Linked DNA regions of Hordeum vulgare: region 1 is linked to region 2. The links are chromatin contacts, called in public Hi-C maps. All regions are on one chromosome and are shown on one strand. The core of a region is the stretch at or near the end of the contact, and the rest is flanking DNA. Distances in the headings are between cores, read along the strand shown.

Region 1 (2,858 bases), core at 78-2,577, 180 kb before region 2:
ACGCGGCGTTTCGCCTCTCGGGTGCATCTGCACGCGTGCCGACGTAAAAAAATTAAAACAAATACTAAACAAATTTAAAAAATTTCAATTTTTTTATGTGGTAGATATTTTAATGCGTGGGGTTTGCTTAAAATTTCAAGTTATTTCAACATCTGAACATCTCTCGACAAAAAAATACAAAATTTGGGTCTGTGAAAAAGGTTGACTGTTTACAATTTTTTGACCCGATTTGTCTTTTTTGCCGAAAACTGCTCGGATGTCCAAATAACTTGAAATTTGAAGCGAACCTCACGCATCAAAATATCTACCACAATTTTTTTTAATTTATTTAGTATTTTTTTTAGATTTTTTTGTGAGAGGGAGCAAATGAGCTCGGGCTTAGAAGAGGATTTCTCGGTTACTAGGCAAATGTCAAGGGAAAAAAAAGGCTGCAGGGACATGTGATTGACGGTGGACCAAGCGAACGGTTTGGATTTTTTCAAAGGTACTCATATTTGGTTCATATTTACGAGAATTCAGACATCTAAACTGACCCACGGATGTTTGATGCATGTCATTGGAGAGCAAAAAGTGCTGGGGAAGTACGGCTCAAATATTTAGGCTGGTTGTAATGGGTAATATACTAGTATCATGCATATGATACTAGTATATGATACCACATCCGTAATGCATAATATCATATGTTAGTATTATAGTGTATTTCATTTATTGTCATGCAAGACACATAGTAGCACATCATTTAATATGATACAATATCATGATATGATACTCAACCCTTTCTTTCTTCATTTAATTCTATACAACCTCATCGAAAATGCCTAGTTGGCATGCATGATACTATCATTACGGACAACTTTATGGACCATTTTGCTGGACCGCAATGAAGATGCCCTAAAGGCTACGCCTCGGTCGTAAACAAAAGCAACATCGAGTCGGAAATATAGAAAATAAATAAACAATAGCAACATCGAGTACTGTCTGGACTCGTATGATTTTTCTTCTTCTTCCTTGCATCTTAAATTTAGACGCATGGTTCAAGAGGTCTCAAGAAAAATAAAAGACCCCATGCGCCGTGGCGTATAACCCGCTCGGGCAAAGCTTTCGCCTCCGCCTACGTTTGAAACGTTGCTCCAACAACCGTGAGCTGAAGGTGCGAATCGATTTTGAAACCAGGCATGTAGTAGAGGTTTCGAAGCTGTATAAGCTGTGATTTGAATCTCGCCGGTTTCGAATTAGTATTCGAAATCGTAGCCCGATTGCTTAGGAAAAGAATAAGGAGAAAACGGAGGTCCCGGCACGCAAAATTCGTCCCCCCTTCTCCGGGTCGGTCTCCCCAGCCAGCCAGCCCCCCTCCTCTCGCGTTCTCCCGCAGCGGCAGAGCGGAGACCAGCCCGCGCGCGTCGCCGGAGGCCGTCACCTCGCCACCAACGCCCAGTCAAACCAGACTCCCCCCCAACCACCGCAGCAGCCCGGGCCGAGCTCCTCTTGCCCCCCCTCCCTCGTCCCCACCAGCCCCGCAATTCCCCCAAAACCCCCGCCCCGATCCCACCCGCCCCCCATGGCGTCGGAGATCGAGGTGCTCGAGGACACCACCGCCGCCGCGGCGGAGGTGCCGTTGGCGGCGGCGGCGGCGGAGGAGGGGGAGGCGCTCAAGGACGACGTGTACACGGCGGCGGCGTACGGCGATCTGGAGAAGCTGCAGCGGCTGGTGGAGGCGGAGGGCCGCCCCGTGGGCGGCACCGACGCCTCCGGGTACTACGCGCTCCAGTGGGCCGTCCTCAACAACCGCGTCGCCGCCGCGCAGTACATCCTCGAGGTTCTTAGCTTTGCTTCCGCACCACACACGCCATGCTTGGAATCGGACATGCGGCCTTTGTAGCAGGATTCTACTCCCCCAGTTCCTAAATATAAAGTCTTTTTAGAGATTCCAATTAGAGACCACCTACCAAGCAAAACGAGTAAATCCACGCTCTAAATTATGTATGTATATACATCCGTATGTATGTATGTAGTCCGTAGTGGAACCTCTCAAAAGACTTGTATTTAGGAACCGAGGGAGTATGAAGCATGTATGAGTTCGGGGGGAGTTTCTTCAGCGGCTCATTTGGTGTCTCGGTTGAGGGGATACTTGAGTGTCCTAGTGCTGTGGCTGGGTAGGTTTGGACAGCCATATATGCTTACAATGAAGTGAGGCAGTATGTTTGAGTTGGTTAACTGTATGGATTTGTGTCTAGCGGATTCGTTCGAGGACATCGGCTTGTTGATTGTCGCATTCACCGCTCGGTTTCCGTTTAATTCCTCCACAGTTCCGAGTATAAGCGAATGAAAGTGTTAGTGTGCTCGAGATAGTCTGCTCATACAATGTAGTGTACTCCATGGCGATCAACACCATGTCTGTTAAGTACTTGAGCGCGTGAATGGGCTTTATACGTGCTACTTGTTCCTGGTAGTTGCAGATGCCTGAATGTGCTTTATTTGGCCGGGTGATGATTTTGTGCTCTTTGGACAGCATGGTGGAGATGTAAATGCTGTGGATCACACTGGGCAGACAGCACTTCACTGGAGTGCCGTACGCGGTCACATACAAGTTGCTGAACTACTTCTGAAGGAAGGAGCTAAGGTGGATGCTGCTGATTTATATGGTTATCAGGTCTGCATACTGACTTCTTCCGTGTCTTTGGCCCTTGTTTTGCCTTTGTGTTTGCGTTTGGGTGTCCAATGTTCATTCACAACTGATAGACAACTAATTGTTGGATATTTGCCTGCCAAATTGATCAACTATTCTCATCTTGTTTGTCTGCAAGTTACACGATAAGAGATTTGTAACACGACACCCGCATGTGGCATCGGAGTAGTTA
Region 2 (2,921 bases), core at 284-2,783:
CTGAACTTGATCCCGAGGTCCTTGTCGAAGTTGGTGAGCACGTCGGACTCGGTGTCGTCGCCAAACAGGAGGTACCCCGAGATGGCAGTCAGCGCGTAAACGACGACGCAGAGCACGGTGGAGATCCGGCCGACGTTGTACATGTTGCGGGGTGTCTTCTCCTTGAGCTCATTGTAGATGGGCTGCACGTTGAAATGGCAGATGTAGGCATTGGTCATGATGGGTATCACAACGAGAAGGTCAAGGATCGCCGCCCTCGAGCTAAAATCCGGCCCCATCCTCGGCGCGGCGAGCTTGCCCTCGACGAGCTTCACAACCGCGATCATGCACGAGACCGCCACAAAAACAACGGCGAGCCCGACAGACGCAGCAGACGACAAGCTCAGCGAGTCAATCTTCTCGAGGGCACACAACGGGGATAGAAACACCACGAGAACGAACAGGATGAGCAGCCTCCGGTTGTCCCACTCGCCGTGGCCGATGAGCTGGTCCATGACGCCCATGTGCTTGAGCGACCCGGACATGACGTCGCCGATGATGATGAGGTAGACGACGAGGATCCCGGCGTTGTTGACGATGATGCAGAACTGCGCGACGACGCTGGCCGGGCGGCCGAGCGCCCGGTGCACGAGCTCGCCGTAGGACAGCGCGCGGCAGCGCACCGAGAACCGGACGAGCAGCTCGATGGTGACCTCAGAGAGCACCCCCATGACGAGGATGGAGACGAGCCCCACGGCGACGCCGAGCACCTTCATGGTCGCCGGGAGCGCCATGATGCCCGCCCCGATGATGGAGGTCGCGAGGTTGAACACCGCGCCGGAGACCCCCGAGCCCTCGGGGGGACCCGCCGGGCCGTCGTCGCCGATGAGCGGCAGCTCGTCGTGCTCGGCGGCGGTGGCGTGGGCGTCGTCGTCCTCGACCTCACCCAGGAAGGAGTCCTGCTTGGTGAGCTTGGCGTGTGCCGCGCCATTGGCTGCGGCGCCAGATTTGGGAGGATGCGGCGGCGGGTGGGCGGACTGCAGCTCGATGGCGGTGGCGGTGAGCGGGAGCGCCGAGTAGTTAGAGTTCACCATGCTCCCCGGCGCGCCAATGGCGCTGGCGCCCAAAAGCAAGATCGACGGCGACGAGAGGCCGATCCTGCGGCCGGAAACAGGGGACAGAAAAAAAAATGGAAATCTCCGCCCAATCCGCCGCTCCGGCAAAGCAAGAACCAGGTCACCGCGCGGGAAAGGGGGCAGGATCCCGATCCCCGCCACGCAGGCCGGGAAGGCGTCACGGGAACCAGGCCGGCATTGGCCGCAGCCGCCGGGGCAAATCTCGGTTCTTGGCGAGATTCGGGCGGAGAAACACACAACCGGAGATCCGTATGCTCTGCCGGAGCAGGGACCGACGAGGATCCTGGCGAGGCGGATGTGCCGCCGCCGGCGACGGATGGATGGATGGATGGGTTGGAGGGCGGAGATCTGGTGAGCTTCGTCCCTCCCCTGCTGTTGCCTCGTTGCTTCCCTTTCTTCCGGCCAGGCAGCGCTACCGGTCGATTTACGTTAATTCCTTGCTAAAATCGTAAAGTCGGGTGCACCAACCCCGTGCTACCCGTGCGCGTGCGCCCTCACTGGCGGGTGGGGACGGCCGCTCCGCACTGTAGCACGCGCGTGGGAGGGTAGACCGTAGACGTAGATGCATTTCTCCTGTGGTGCCCGGGGCACGTGGGAGCACATCACCCCCGGTACGGCTGCCTGCCTGTCACCGACGGGTGGGGCCTGCGTTCTGGCCGCCTCCTTCCACCTGGCGTCACGGGCCCACCTGTCAGCCGGTCGATTGCCGCCGATTTGATTTTCCGCGGCGGCTCATTCAAATTTTCTCACAAATGATCGTGGAATGCCGCTTCTTGTGCGAGGACCATGTTTTGATGGAACCTCAAGTGTAATTGCGGGTTTGGAAGGGAGGAATGATCCCCTCACGAAAAAGGATTAGATCAAACGCCTTCCGGGAACACTTGTGCATTTTGCAAAAAAAGTCATCCAAGAGTCTTGAAGTTGCATGCTGGTACAACAACTCCTCAAATGACGTCGGATCTGAGATTCAACGGTCCAGAAGCTCGTATCACCGTAGAGTATGAAGACCGGTATCATTTGAATCTCTTCCGAGAATCCCCACCGGGGGGGGGGGGGTTGAATTTCTCGGTTATATGAAATGGCATTGCTTATTCATATGATTTTTTAAACTTGAAGCGTATTGTATTTATATAGAAGGGAAAGAGAAACTACGTGAAGACTATCCTCATTGCAACAACAAGCGTAGCACATGCTCCAAACCAAGGCCGTCCGGAGACAAGCCAACACACATGTTACAACTGTAACACAAGGTGTCTGCCTTAGACCGGATGACAAAGCTATGTCTCGACCAACACCGGACGCTTCTAAAGACAACACATCACCTTGACTTCTTTAATCAATGCACTATCCAACCGTGATTGCATAAAGAAGGTTGGCGAGTAGGTGACGGGACTTAATCGGTCTCAAGAAAGGCATCATCTTGGATGCGTACATAACAAGCACCAACTGATCGCAACATCCACTCTCTGCCTTCATACACGATGCTCTTAACAGAGGAGTGACATCGAGAACATCGCCATTGTCGATTCAAAACCGAGCCTAGGCTTTCGCCGGAGACAACAGCCAAACACCAATGCAAGAGGGGAGATGCCGACACGCGTCGGCGACGCCTCCAAAGAAAGGAACGACACCCACGGCCACCGGCAGTGTTGTCATTGGCATCACCGCATCAGCGTGCTCCAACGACACCCACACCTTCATATTACATGGTACGGGCAGTCGGGCCTTCATTTCTTTTTTCTGACGCTTTTACGTTCATATTATATGACAGAGCTTCCATGTAGAAGACGTGCTAGTGGACGAGGG

The links. A called contact is a pair of places that touch in the nucleus more often than the background predicts.
Region 1: a Hi-C map of seedling shows a contact between it and region 2, with 2.6 times the contacts expected there. The contact joins the promoter of LOC123407485 here to the promoter of LOC123409892 in region 2. A contact is called at or near these places in 2 of 6 Hi-C or Micro-C datasets (leaf and seedling).

Annotation. Positions count from the first base shown.
Region 1 is chr7H:615,326,504-615,329,361 of MorexV3_pseudomolecules_assembly, reverse strand. LOC123407485 (protein S-acyltransferase 24-like) reads left to right here and starts at 1,327. Exons shown (of 13, transcript XM_045100625.1): 1 at 1,327-1,816; 2 at 2,510-2,650. The coding sequence starts at 1,559.
Region 2 is chr7H:615,142,685-615,145,605 of MorexV3_pseudomolecules_assembly, reverse strand. LOC123409892 (amino acid transporter AVT6E) reads right to left here and starts at 1,533. Exons shown (of 1, transcript XM_045102765.1): 1 at 1-1,533. The coding sequence starts at 1,073.